2 separate regions of the Salvelinus alpinus genome follow, and region 2 is linked to region 1. The links are chromatin contacts, called in public Hi-C maps. All regions are on one chromosome and are shown on one strand. The core of a region is the stretch at or near the end of the contact, and the rest is flanking DNA. Distances in the headings are between cores, read along the strand shown.

Region 1 (7,217 bases), core at 4,292-6,791:
AATTTTGTTGGACAATTCCATCGTTTGCGGAATGCAATTTTGTGAAAAGTCCTTGCTGCTTTTGCAACTGAGAAAGCAACTCTTTCGATGCACCTGCACTCCGCTCAGAAGACATATTCCTATATTTCTCTGCATGCTTTGTCTGGAAGTGTCGGGGTAAGTTGTAGTCCTTCAAGACAGCGACGCTCTCTTTGCACACAGCTTTCCCTGATACCTCAAATAGTTCGATGTCCACACTTGCTGGAAAACCCTTCATTGTCTACTTTACCTTTCATTGAAAAACAATTTTTTGCGCAATTTCTAGCTTGCTACGACGTGTAACTGTGACGTGTGTCAGCCTGTCAGTCACTGTCTGTCCTCGTGCAGTTGTTATTGTTGGGACTTAAATCTTTACAAAGGCTGTAATTCATTGGGCTTTTAATTTTTCAAAACTTTACTATTGCAAATTCTCTGATCTGCGCATGATTCCGTGGGCCGTATTGAATCAAGTCGCGGTCCGCAGGCCTTTGCCCTGGCCTGTTGTAGATATTTCTTTTTTGTGATACTTCAGTTCCTCCAGGAATTATTTTTTCTAAATTGACCGCTATCTTTCACTGGTTGACATTCACTTGATCTTAATTTTACTCAAGATAACACAGTATGAGGGTGAGTTCTGTTAATATTTATTTTAAGAAAATGGCTACATGAGTCAGTTTACTTACAAAAAACACAAGCAAGGAAGGGGTAAAGTTTTAGAACATGAATGACAAACAATACAGCATCAAGACACTATCAAACATGTATCAGTCTTTCTGCAACAGAGCCATCCTTGTGTTAGAGTGCGTGTGCATGAGTGATATTAAATATATGTCATTGTGATCATGAAAAAGGAAACTTGTGATTCTGTCATAGAACAGTCCTGTTGTCGTCAAGGTGACACTCCTAAGCAACCTCCACTACCTGCCGTAGCTCTTCGATTAGCGGTACGAGCTCCTTCTCCAGATTGATGATCAAACCTACATACAACATCAGTTAAGCTTGGATAACCCTTCAGAATTCTGTACTTTTCATCCTCATTCATGCAGAGATGATAAGGAGAGAACTTTATCTTACCGGTGTTAGCAGTACTGCTTGCGATGAAACTGATCACCAACGGCAGCCGGTTAAACTGCACAATCTGGCAAAAGGAGAGCCAATCAAACAAGGCACAACTTAACATTCGGAAAATATTCCAACTTTCCACATTTTGTTACATTACAGCCTTATTCTAAAATGGATGAAATATACCCCATAATGACAAAGTGAAAACCGGTTTAAACATGTTTTAAATATTTAAAAAAAAAATATATATTTACATAAGTATTCAGACCCTTTGAGATTCAAAATTGAGCTCCGGTGCATCCTGTTTCCATTGATCATCCTTAAGCTGTTTCTACAACTTGATTGGAGCCCACCTGTGGTAAATTCAATTGATTGGACGTGATTTGGGAAAGGCACACCTGTCTATAGAAGGTCCCACAGTTGACAGCGCATGTTAGAGCAAAAACCAAGCATTGAAGGTCCCCAAGAACAGTGGCCCCCATCATTTTTAAATTAAGTAGTTTGGAGCCATCCAGACTCTTCCTAGAGCTGGCCACCCGGCCAAACTGAGTGATTGGGGGAGAAGGGCCTTGGACAGGGAGGTGGCAAAGAACCTGATGGTCACTGCCAGAGCTCCAGAGTTCCTCTGTGGAGATGGGAGAACCTTCCAGAAGGACAACCATCTCTGCAGCACTCTACCAATCAGGCCTTTATAGTAGAGTGGCCAGACAGAGGCCCCTCAGTAAAAGGCATACGACAGCCCGCTTGGAGTTTGCCAAAAGGCACCTAAAGGACTCTCAGACCATGAGAAACAAGATTCTCTGTTCTGATGAAACCAAGATTGAACTCTTTGGCCTAAATGCAGAGTCACATCTGGAGGAAACCTGGCACCATCCCTACGGTGAAGCATGGTGGTGGCAGCATCAAGCTGTGGGGATGTTTTTCAGTGGCAGGGACTGGGAGACATATCAGGATCGAGGGAAATATGAATGGAGCGAAGTACAGATATCCTTGATGGGATGCTCTCCATCCAACCTGACAGAGCTTGAGGATCTGCAGAGAAGAATGGGGAAAAACACCAAATACAGGTGTGCCAAGCTTGTAGCATCATACCCAAGAAGATGTGAGGATGTAATCGCTGCCAAAGGTGCTTCAACAAAGTACTGAGTAAAGGGTCTGAATACTTAGGTAAATGTGATATCTGATTTTAGTTTTTAATACATTTACAAAAATGTCTAAACCTGTTTTTGCTTTGTCATTATACACTGCTCAAAAAAATAAAGGGAACACTTAAACACAATGTAACTCCAAGTCAATCACACTTCTGTGAAATCAAACTGTCCACTTAGGAAGCAACACTGATTGACAATACATTTCACATGCTGTTGTGCAAATGGAATAGACAAAAGGTGGAAATTATAGGCAATTAGCAAGACGCCCCCAATAAAGGAGTGATTCTGCAGGTGGTGACCACAGACCACTTCTCAGTTCCTATGCTTCCTGGCTGATGTTTTGGTCACTTTTGAATGCTGGCGGTGCTCTCACTCTAGTGGTAGCATGAGACGGAGTCTACAACCCACACAAGTGGCTCAGGTAGTGCAGCTCATCCAGGATGGCACATCAATGCGAGCTGTGGCAAGAAGGTTTGCTGTGTCTGTCAGCGTAGTGTCCAGAACATGGAGGCGCTACCAGGAGACAGGCCAGTACATCAGGAGACGTGGAGGAGGCCGTAGGAGGGCAACAACCCAGCAGCAGGACCGCTACCTCCGCCTTTGTGCAAGGAGGAGCACTGCCAGAGCCCTGCAAAATTACCTCCAGCAGGCCACAAATATGCATGTGTCAGCATATGGTCTCACAAGGGCTCTGAGGATCTCATCTCGGTACCTAATGGCAGTCAGGCTACCTCTGGCGAGCACATGGAGGGCTGTGCGGCCCCACAAAGAAATGCCACCCCACGACTGACCCACCGCCAAACCGGTCATGCTGGAGGATGTTGCAGGCAGCAGAACGTTCTCCACAGCGTCTCCAGACTCTGTCACATGTGCTCAGTGTGAACCTGCTTTCATCTGTGAAGAGCACAGGGCGCCAGTGGCGAATTTGCCAATCTTGGTGTTCTCTGGCAAATGCCAAACGTCCTGCCCGGTGTTGGGCTGTAAGCACAACCCCCACCCGTGGACGTCGGGCCCTCATACCACCCTCATGGAGTCTGTTTCTGACCGTTTGAGCCGACACATGCACATTTGTGGCCTGCTGGAGGTCATTTTGCAGGGCTCTGGCAGTGCTCCTCCTTGCACAAAGGCAGAGGTAGCGGTCCTGCTGCTGGGTTGTTGCCCTCCTACGGCCTCCTCCACGTCTCCTGATGTACTGGCCTGTCTCCTGGTAGCGCCTCCATGCTCTGGACACTACGCTGACAGACACAGCAAACCTTCTTGCCACAGCTCGCATTGATGTGCCATCCTGGATGAGCTGCACTACCTGAGCCACTTGTGTGGGTTGTAGACTCCGTCTCATGCTACCACTAGAGTGAAAGCACCGCCAGCATTCAAAAGTGACCAAAACATCAGCCAGGAAGCATAGGAACTGAGAAGTGGTCTGTGGTCACCTCCTGCAGAACCACTCCTTTATTGGGGGTGTCTTGCTAATTGCCTATAATTTCCACCTTTTGTCTATTCCATTTGCACAACAGCATGTGTGATTGACTTGGAGTTACATTGAGTTGTTTAAGTGTTCCCTTTATTTTTTTGAGCAGTGTAGGTTGTGTAGATTGAAGGGAAAATACAATTGAATCCATTAGAGTAAGGCTGCAACGTAAAATGTGTTAAAGGTCAAGGGGTCAATACTTTCCAAATGCACTGTAGGTCAGTGTTTCTCAAGCTATTCCCGGGGAGCCCCAGGGAATGCACACTCATTCTAGCCCAGCACTAACACCTGACTCAACTAATCACCAAGTCTCCCCAGGCAACAATGTAAATTGTTAGTTCTAGATTTAACTTACCTGGTATGTGTTATAGTAGCAGATGATGCTCTTGTTTTTGGAGAGCCCTAGCTTACTGCCCTGGTCGGTGGCCAATGCAAAAGTGGAGAGGAAGCCTGGCCGTAGCGCATATTCTGGTGCATTATCGTTTGCCACTGAAGGATAAAATATCAGGTACACTGAGCACAACACATTGGAACATGGATAAGAAGAGGTCAACTAAATTACCTAGTTTTTAGAACAGAAGTTGTGAGGGAGACCTACCTTTGATAACTGGGACACCATCCCTGTCTGTCACTACAATTGCATGAAGACCCTCAACACTGGTGGATAAGGAGAAAAAGAGCAGCACTTGACATAAGACTTAACACCAGTCCATGGTGAGGGACATTTCTAATTAACTCCAACGGAGTGGAGCATAGACCAGACTTTATGGAATTCAGCTCAGACTACATTGAGTCGCCCAAGGTCAATACTTGAAAAACGTCAATTATGAAACACTTACCTTGTACCTATGTTTGTCCTCCATACTTAAAAAAACATTAATCAAATACAACCTACTGTTTCCTTGTTGGCACATGTACATTTGCAAAGTCGGTGGCTGTATTTAATGAACGTTTTTGGAAAAATATGGATTTCAAAGAAAGACCGGCAACTACAGAGGACAAACATAAATACAAGGTAAGCATTTCATTATTTAAGTATTGACCTTGGGCAAATCAATGTAGTTGGAGCTGAATTGCACAAAGCCTAGTCTCTGCTGCACTCGGTAGGTGGAGTTCAGAAACATCCTTAACCGTGGAGTTTAGTCTGCTACACATGACATAATTCGTTAAGTCAAACGAACTCATTAGGTTTCAGCAACAGAAGAATCACAATGAACACACCATATTCATACAACCAACATACCTTGGTAGCTGTTTGTACAAGTATCTCTTCAAGTCCTGCAACAAATGTCAATGTGTTAGCCCAAAGCAATTTGTTACACGAGTGTAGCTAGCTATAGCTTCATCTGGCTAGATGGATATAGCCAATTAGTGATTGTGCTCAAAGAATTGATACTTACATCAGCCATGGTGGAAATTTCTTTTATTCCTTCAATTACTAAAATAGAGAACTGAATTATGGCAAGGGTGTCTAACGCTAAAGAATATCAGCAGGTATTTTTGTGCTCTCCCAAGCTTCCCCTGACTTGTTGACAGCTAACGTTAGCTAGCTACAGTACGCTATAACCAGCTGATAACGTGGAAGGTTACGTAATGTTAGCTAGCTGAACTTGGTTGTTTTTAATATGTACCTTATTAACAAAATGTCATTTTCACTAGCTACAAGGTATGACAATCTTTATCGAATACTTTTAGAATGCACTGTGTTGGTTACCTTATTGAATTGTTTTACTTGGCACAAAATCTTCGATGTTTTTCTGACTCAGCTTGAGCACAAGGAAATCACATGACTGACTTGTTCAGCTAGGAAGAGGCGAAGCGAGAGGATTTACTCAGCCCAGATTGTTACTGCGTGCGATAAGCCCTTTTTGTATGGTCTATGAGAGAGTGCCGAATTACGTAAGGCTTATTTGATCGAATATACGTTTCGTAATGTTTAGGCTCTTACAAATGTACTAATATAAGTGGATGCAAATTGAATTCCGGCAAATTTGATAAAAAACAACTTAGTTGTGCATGTGGTTGACACGGGTATCTGCCCTCTAATTGGTTAGAATGGTCCCACCTGATCTCGCCGCCTGCCTTCCATCTTGGTCAAGTCAGTGCCATCTGCGACCCTTGGGACGTCCCTACTCTAAACCTAACCTTAACCCCTACCCAAACCTTAACCATAACCCTTACCTTAACTATTTTAAATGTAAACTTCAATGGGGTAGGGACGTCCCAAGGATTCCGGATAGCATTGACTCCTCCATATTTGAGGACATGTATTGCCATTGTTAGAGCGGTCACTCAACTATCTTGTCAATATAATAGATCATCTTTGACTTGACCCATGTTGAGCCAGCAACATCCGGGTTACGCTGTTCGAAAATGTTTCAAAATAAGAGCCCTGTCAACAGTGGAAATTGTTAATTCTGTTCTGTAGCACCGAGTATCCAAAACCATTGCATTTCTGCAAATGGATGTAATGTGCATTACCAAACCTCCAAACCTAGCTGAATGAAAAAGAAAAAAGAGCGCAATTAAGAAATAGATTAAATAGAAAGTGGGCTACTTAGTCTGCTTCTCAGGGTTTGTCATTCCCCAAGTTTAAATATAGTAAACTATTTATAGTACATCCCCACATAGGCGTCAACTTTTCTTCCCAAACTCTCCCTTGACAACATAATAAGAGGTCTTGCTGAGAATTTACCTCAAGGTTTGAAATCTGAATTTAGCAATAAGGCTCTGTGTGGGATGTGATTGTACTTTAATGAAGTGAATAGACTCTGGTTGATTTCACAGGCATACATATTTCTGTTGGCTGTTTCTTATGCATGTCTATTTAGTGTTGCTACTAGGCCACTGGTGCTGTGACTGTAAACAGACTTTCAATGGGCTGGTACAGGCCTCCAGATCCAATCAAATATGTGCTGATGAGACCTCATTCTATTGAGATAAGCAATCCCAGTTACAAAATATGATCTTGCCTTATCAGTTTGAGTGAAATCTTAAGGATACCTGGCTTGCTATTTCTGCTGTAGTGTGAGTATGCTGTTGACCAAAGGATAAAGCGCAATAGCTATTTGTATTATCATTTGTAGTTTATGTAATTGTGATTTGGTTGACAACTAGTTTTGTGATATGTGAGACTCAAACTGAGCACCACTCCTCAAAAGGCTAGCCCCTCACTTCATTCTACTGTTACAGTCATGATCTTTATCTAATCATCTCTGCCTACTCTATAGCAATGGGGGACTTTCAGCAATTTGAACAGGGCTTCTACCAGTCAGGGTATTACATCGATGACCAGGGACAGGTGGCCTACGACTATGGCAATGGCTATGACCATAACCCAGAGTATGAGGATGAGTAAGTATATGGGGTAAACTCTACATTCCTAAACTCTTCATTCAACTTTTGAACTGGGATTGGGAAGATTTGAATGTGTCAATAAGTCTAACTCATAATATATAATTTTGTTTTCTTAAGGTCAATTACATTATGCCATGATAGAAAGGGAGATGTACAATGGG
Region 2 (7,370 bases), core at 2,022-4,521, 280 kb after region 1:
ACACATACTTGCTACAAAGTTTGAGAATAAATATACATTAACATTCATATACAATTCAACATTTACAGCTACAATTCATCATGTCTAGTGTGACCTTAAGTGATTATTAACAAATATTTGTCAGTTGTTGGAAAGAATTTGAGCCAACTCTTATTTGAAAATATGTCTCATGTGCTTCATATTATTAAACCAATGGGAAAACCAAAACCCATCTGAAAAGTTTAGTTGTATAACTTGCAGGTGCCTTTGTTAAAAAAGTGTTGGGGCACCACTTGCAGATTAAGTAAGCAATGTTACATTTCAATAGCCTATGTGACTATCATATAGTGTTCAAATAGAACTGATACAAACAAAAGGAAGTCATAGAAACTGTGCCTTTGATGTTTGTTTTCATTTGGCAGTTATCTCGACATGTTGGTTCCAATTATGAGAGAATGGTGAAGTCATAGTTATTGCTGTTGATTTTTTCCCAGATTACTTTTATTTGAAAAACTTCTCTCTCAATGTGTTGAATAAATGTGTATTGTTATTTCATAATTAAGAGGAAGACTTTATGAAAGTATTTATGAAATGAATGCAAATACAATTATACTCAATACACTTATTAATGCATATAGAACATAGACTCCAGCATTCATCCCCACCGGCCTTGGCTTATGCCTAAAGTTTACAAAAAAATTACTTGACTGCATTGAATGTGTACATTTCTTTTTTGGTAACATCTCCATATTTTAGTGTTGTCACTGCCTAAATGTAACCCCTAGTGATCACTAGTTAAAAGGTATTGAGGGAATATGCACCTAAGATTTACATCTATCCAATCCCATTAACAATCTTATGCCATGAGGTTTTCTGTAGTTGTTAGTGTCACACGGGGCAAACATCTTTGTTCACACACAAAGTCATGCTATCTGTGAATACATTGCATTGTCATAGAGAGGTCTCCACACAGGAGCCATTCCTATGAAAGGACCTGTGATTGTGGCAGTTCTCACTACAGTGAAAAATTAGCACTGGGAAGCAGAGAGCATCTTGGTAATCTGGGGGGTCCTCGTCGTCAGTGGTTAGGCGCCCAGAAAGGCAGCGGGTGTTCTCACTGGGACTCAATTGCTCATCCAAACTGCTTCTACTCCTCCAGAAACAGCTGCGTCGCGATCCGTAGCGCCGGCCCAAGGAGAAGCGGCTGCCACTGTAGGGCACCCGGCCGACCCGCGGGCTACTGCCGGTACATATGCTGAGGGCACTCCTGGAGAAAACAGAGGAGCTGCTCATTGCCCGGTGACAGCGCTCACAGTTCTGTCTGAAACCGCCAAAGCCACCAGAGGAGCACTGGGCCAGTTCCATGAGACCGGCCTCAGAGTAGCTAGGCACTAACTGCTGGTTAGAACGGATGTGCCACTCCAGCTCTGTGCTGTCGATGGTGTTGACCCGGGGGATCCGGTGGCTGTAAGGGCGTTCATCGAGAGGCGTCATAGGGACGTAATCCGCCCCGAAGAGTTTCTCCACACGGTAATGGACGTAGGCAGTGCAGTACTCTGTGAAAACCCTCAGGGGCCACGATAAGGTGAGGAAGGATGCTGCCCAGAACACATGATGAGACACATACCATGGGTGGTGGTCAGGTTCAGAAAACACAATCACACACTCCTTTAAGTTAATGTCCTTCAGGTGCATCCCCTCCCGTGCCTCCATATAGTCATCAAGCCCCTCGTTGTCAGTGAAGAACCTTGCTCTTTGGGTGAGGTAGGAGTTCTCAGACTCCACATTAGCAAAACTAAAGCACTTGGTGAACCTCAGTTTGGTGAGTGGGGCCTTCTCCAGACCAAGCAGTTGTTTTGAGATGTCCTTCATCCCACAGTGACCATAGTCATAATCAGCCTCAGCCACATGGGTGTTGACCCGTTCGTGGTAGACCTGTGTGCTGGTGTAGGCGTCCCCATTACGATAGCGTGTGACCTGCCGAGTCCGTCTAACATAATGGTAGCTAATGGCCTTCCACCAGATGCAGGGTTTCGCTTGCTGCATCCTTTGGATACGTTCATAAATGCCCTCTACATCCATTTTATGCTGCAGCTCACTCTTGGCATTGCAGTGCCAGCACTCCACCAAGTAGACCAGGTAGAGCATGAGCAGGAAGGCCAGAGGGATGTAGATGTATCCGTCAGAACAGGGGCTGTCATGGTACATCATGGACTTGCCTTTGAAGGCACTGTCAAAGGTGAGGCGAGTCACCTTGGTGACATGACACCACACCATGGCTCCCATGCAGCCGTACATGAGCATGGAGAGCAGTAGGCATTTCCAGAAGCTCTCTCTACACAGTGACTTGCTCAGGGATTGCTTCAAGGGCCTCTGCTGTTGATTCAAAGCATGCAAAAAAGAGAGGATACAGTGTTGGTAAATGTAAACGGACACACCATTACAAAATTCTAACCATTCAACATTTGATTCCTTTGAGGACTTCCTTCTTCGATGAAGCTCCTATTTGATGCACAGCAAGGTAGCTCAGCTCTTACATTAATCAGTCTAAACCTATAGGCAATTGCAACATATAGCCTACCAACTCTTAATAGGAAAATACTTGGTAAATAGCTATTTATCTTGCAAATACTATTAACCAACATCAAATGATCAAAATAATTGTCATACCCCCTGATCGATTGTCATGAATATCCAATAATGTAGGCTATGCAACATCTGTGACGTTCAACCAAAAACATGGAAGGGGTTGGGTGCTTTATGCCTGAGGTTATGAACATGTTTTATTATAGCAAGGCTTCTGGCAATTTTATGGCAGCATAATATGATATGAGAGTGGTACCTCTTCTCTGGTGTCTTCCTCGAAAACGGTGGTTGTACTGCTCTCACTCGCTGCCGCAGCGGAGGCTGGAGGGGACATTGTGGTACCGATTAGCAGTAGGGCGTGGAGTTGCGAATTGCGCTTCAATTGCTTGCTCCGACGTTGAGATAGTCGCTTGTATTTATCCAGTGTCCTTTGTTAATTTGCACACAAATAGCTTGATCTATTTGCTAATTATAGCCTTTATACCCCTTCAAGGCAGCAGCCGAGAGATCTGCTGGCAAACATTTCATCGGATAAAACATGCAGGTAACAGACCAATAAATGACCCATTCTGAGCTGTGATAAAAATGTCGCAATCAAGAAAACATTTATGACAGCGGCAACTTGCAAGAGAATCAGTCTATTTAGAATAGTGTTTGAATTCTCCCTCACTCAGATTGAGGAACGTGACCTTGTCGGTATGCTGAAGTTATACTGTCCACTGAGCATTTTGTAGTCAACCTGAACATATAGGGTCGGCTCATACACCTGTTATAATGCCTTTGTATAATATGAATAACAACCTAACAATAATAGCCCAATAATAATAATAATATTAGCATTACTAATACAAGCCTATAACAATACTACTAATTCTAATTACGCCTACTAATACTAGACTACTAATAATACTATGTAGGCCTACTATAGCCTAATTTAATGTATACTCAATACATAACATACATAAACACAACAAAACACAGCAAAAAATTGTAAGAAAACAAAAAGGGAAAAGCAAATAGCTACTTATATGGGCAAGACATGGTGAAATTGTTATGTTGGCTATGTTTAAAAAGAGATGTCTTGAGTGCAAGTTTAACTATTGTTCTGAAATGCAAACCCTAAATGAAACAGCAGATGGCATCGTATGCACATGTACAGTGCATTCGGAAAGTATTCAGACCACTTCACTTTTTCCACATATTGATATGTTGCAGCCTTATTCTACAACTGATTAAATAGTTTTCCCCCCTCATCAATCTACACACAATACCCCATAATGACAAGGCAAAAACAGGTTTATTGAATTTTTTGCAAATGTATAAAAAAAAAAGAAGGAAATATCACATTTACATAAGTATTCAGACCCTTTACTCAGTACTTTGTTGAAGCACCGTCAAGTCCGGGCTCTGGCTGGGCCACTCAAGGACATTCAGAGACTTGTCCCAAAGCCACTCCTGCGTTGTCTTGGCTGTGTGCTTAGGGTCGTTGTCCTGTTGGAAGGTGAACCATCGCCCCAGTCTGAGGTCCTGAGCGCTCCGGAGCAGGTTTTCATCAAGGATCTCTCTGTACTTTGCTCCGCTCATCTTTCCCTCAATCCTTTTTATTATTTTATTATTTAACCTTTATTTAACCAGGTAGGCCAGTTGAGAACAAGTTCTCATTTACAACTGTGACCTGGCCAAGATAAAGCAAAGCAGTGCGACAAAAACAACAACACAGAGTTACACATGGGACAAACAAATGTAGTCAATAACACAATAGAAAAATCTGTATACAGTGTGTGCAAATGAAGTAAGGAGGTAAGGCAATAAATAGGCCAATAGTGGCAAAGTAATTACAATTTAGCAATTTACACTGGAGTGATATATGTGCAGATGAGAATGTGCAAGTAGAAATACTGGTTTGCAAAAGAGCAGAAAAACAAAAACAAATATGGGGTGAGGTAGGTAGTTGGTTGGATGGGCTATTTACAGATGGGCTGTGTACAGCTGCAGCGATTGGTAAGCTGCTCTGACAGCTGACGCTTAAAGTTAGTGAGGGAGATATAAGTCTCAGTGAAGATATAAGTCTCAACTTCAGTGATTTTTGCAATTCGTTCCAGTCATTGGCAGCAGAGAACTGGAAGGAAAGGTGGCCAAAGTAGGTGTTGGCTTTAGGGATGACCAGTGAAATATACCTGCTGGAGCGCGTGCTACGGGTCGGTGTTGCTATGGTGACCAGTGAGCTGAGAAAAGGCGGAGCTATACCTAGCAACGACTTATAGATGAATCCTGACTGGTCTCCCAGTCTCTGCCGCTGAAAAACATCCCCACAGCATGATGCTGCCACCACCATGCTTCACCGTAGGGATGGTGCCAGGTTTCCTCCAGACTTGACGCTTGGCATTCAGGCCAAAGAGTTCAATCTTGTTTCTCATGGCCTGAGAGTCCTTTAGGGGTATTTTGCCAAACTCCAAGTCATGTCATGTGCATTTTACTGAGGAGTGGCTTTCGTCTGGCCACTCTACCATTAAGGCCTGAATGGTGGAGTGCTGTAGAGATGGTTGTCCTTCTGAAAGGTTCTCCCATCTCCACAGAGGAACTCTAGAGCTCTGTCAGAGTGACCATCGGGTTCTTGGTCACCTCCCTGACCAAGGCCCTTCTCCCCCGATTGCTCAGTTTTGAAAATGGTGCAATTCACGCATGTTTCTGAGCAATCGGGGGAGAAGGGCCTTGGTCAGGGAGGTGACCAAGAACCTGATGGTCACTCTGTGGCAATGGGAGAACCTTCCAGAAAGACAACCATCTCTGCCTCACACTACCAATCAGGCCTTTATGGTAGAGTGGCCAGATGGAAGCCACTCCTCAGCTCTAGGAAGATTCTTGGTGGTTCCAAATGTCTTTCATTTAAGAATGATGGAGGTCACTGTGTTCTTGGGGACCTTCAAAGCTGAATAATTTTTTTGGTACTCTTCCCCAGATCTGTACCTCGACACAATCCTGTCTCGGAGCTCTATGGACAATTCCTTCGACCTCATGGCTTGGTTTTTGCTCTGACATGCACTGTTGACTGTGGGACCTTATATAGACAGGTGTATGCCTTTACAAATCATGTCCAATCAATTGAATTTACCACAGGTGGACTGCAATCAAGTTGTAGAAACAGCTCAAGGATGATCAATGGCAACAGGATGCACCTGAGCTCAATTTCGAATCTCATAGCAAAGGGTCTGAATACTTATGTAAATAAGGTATTTCTGTTTTTATTTTTAATACATTTGCAAACATTTCTAAAAACCTGTTTCTGGGGTATTGTGTGTAGATTAATGAAGAACAAAATTTATTTAATAAATGTTTTAATAAGGCTGTAATATAACAAAATATGGAAAAAGGGAAGGAGTCTGAATACTTTCCAGAATGCACTGTATGTGGAAAAACGAAGGCAGTAACAAGGCCTACAAAGTTGTTATATTGTTGTGTATGTTAACTGCGGCTGTTTCTATTAACAGGCCTACTGAATTTCGCGCAAAATAGATCAGAATATTTATGGGTAATTTTCCTCTCCAATACATATGCCAGCATTTATAAATAACTGAAAATTGGTAACTATTTACATTGAAATTAGGCTTATGTAAAATAGTTTCAGTATAGGCCCATAGACCTAACAATTATTAGTTAAGTCTATATATTTATACATCTATAAATAAACGAATACATGTTCATTAGCTGCGTGCACTGGAAATAATAACAGGTTATTAATCAATAGGCTACAGTGCATTCATAAGCTCACTATTTGGCAGTGGAGGAAAAAGTACCCAATTATCATACTTGAGTAAAAGTAAAGATACCTTAATAAAAAACGACTCAAGTAAAAGGGAAAGTCACCCAGTAAAATACTAAGTAAAAGTCTAAAAGTATTTGGTTTTAAATATACTTAAGTATCAAAAGTAAATGTAATTGCTAAAATATACTTATGTATCAAAAGTATAAATCGTTTCAAATTCCTTATATTAAGCAAATCTATTTAATTTAGGGATAGCCAGAGGCACACTCAAACACTCAGACATAATTTACAAATTAAACATTTGTGTTGCATGAGTCCGCCAGATCAGAGGCAGTAGGGATGACCAGGTATGTTCTCTTGATTACTGCGTGGATTCCAGTCCTGCTATGCATTAAAAATGTAAGGGGGACTTTTGGGTGTCAGGGAAAATGTATGGAGTAAGAAGTACATGATTGTCTTCAGGCATGTAGTGAAGTAAAAGTACTCAAAAACATAAATAGTAAAGAAAAGTACAGATACCAAAAAATAAATACTTAAGCAGTACTTTAAAGTATTTTTACTTAAGTACTTTAACACTAGGCTACTGCTATTTGGCAACAACAACAAAAATCTACCAATGTATCTTACAGGTTCATAAACTATTAATAAACCCAATATACACGATTTATTAACAGTTTATAGATTCAATATATCCTAGACCTACCTACCTTATTAATATAAAGTGTTACCAAATATGAGTAGCTCATCACTTTGTCTGGGGAAAGAACAGGGGAGACACAAGCATCTTGATTTAAAAGGTAGCTTACAATTGCTGCTCCTCGCTAGGGGCGCTGGTTGAACACAGTACAACAGAGAAGACAATGTAGCCACTCAGTGTCAGCCAAATCCATGATATTAACACAATCTAAAGAGCAAAGGGGAGTTTCCAAAGTAATCAAACCCGTCCAACTTTCTCATTTACAGCTATAGACCACTGAAAATGGATCCTATTAGGGCTGCTGCTCCTTTGCTATGGTTTTCCCTGTGCTTTGGGAATATTATG

Evidence for each region. A called contact is a pair of places that touch in the nucleus more often than the background predicts.
Region 2: a Hi-C map of red muscle shows a contact between it and region 1, with 15 times the contacts expected there. The contact joins the promoter of LOC139563634 here to the promoter of lamtor3 in region 1. A contact is called at or near these places in 2 of 3 Hi-C or Micro-C datasets (muscle and red muscle).

Annotation. Positions count from the first base shown.
Region 1 is chr34:27,085,333-27,092,549 of SLU_Salpinus.1, forward strand. lamtor3 (late endosomal/lysosomal adaptor, MAPK and MTOR activator 3) reads right to left here and starts at 5,542. Exons shown (of 7, transcript XM_071382530.1): 1 at 5,414-5,542; 2 at 5,100-5,137; 3 at 4,943-4,977; 4 at 4,298-4,356; 5 at 4,055-4,188; 6 at 1,093-1,156; 7 at 641-995. The coding sequence starts at 5,108. The coding sequence ends at 922. It overlaps LOC139563673 (protein YIPF7-like), which reads left to right and starts at 87. Exons shown (of 6, transcript XM_071382529.1): 1 at 87-156; 2 at 6,930-7,053. The coding sequence starts at 6,932.
Region 2 is chr34:27,367,349-27,374,718 of SLU_Salpinus.1, forward strand. LOC139563634 (transmembrane protein 151B-like) reads right to left here and starts at 3,272. Exons shown (of 2, transcript XM_071382472.1): 1 at 2,822-3,272; 2 at 1-2,355. The coding sequence starts at 2,899. The coding sequence ends at 931. LOC139563635 (growth/differentiation factor 6-A-like) reads left to right here and starts at 7,232. Exons shown (of 2, transcript XM_071382474.1): 1 at 7,232-7,370. The coding sequence starts at 7,308.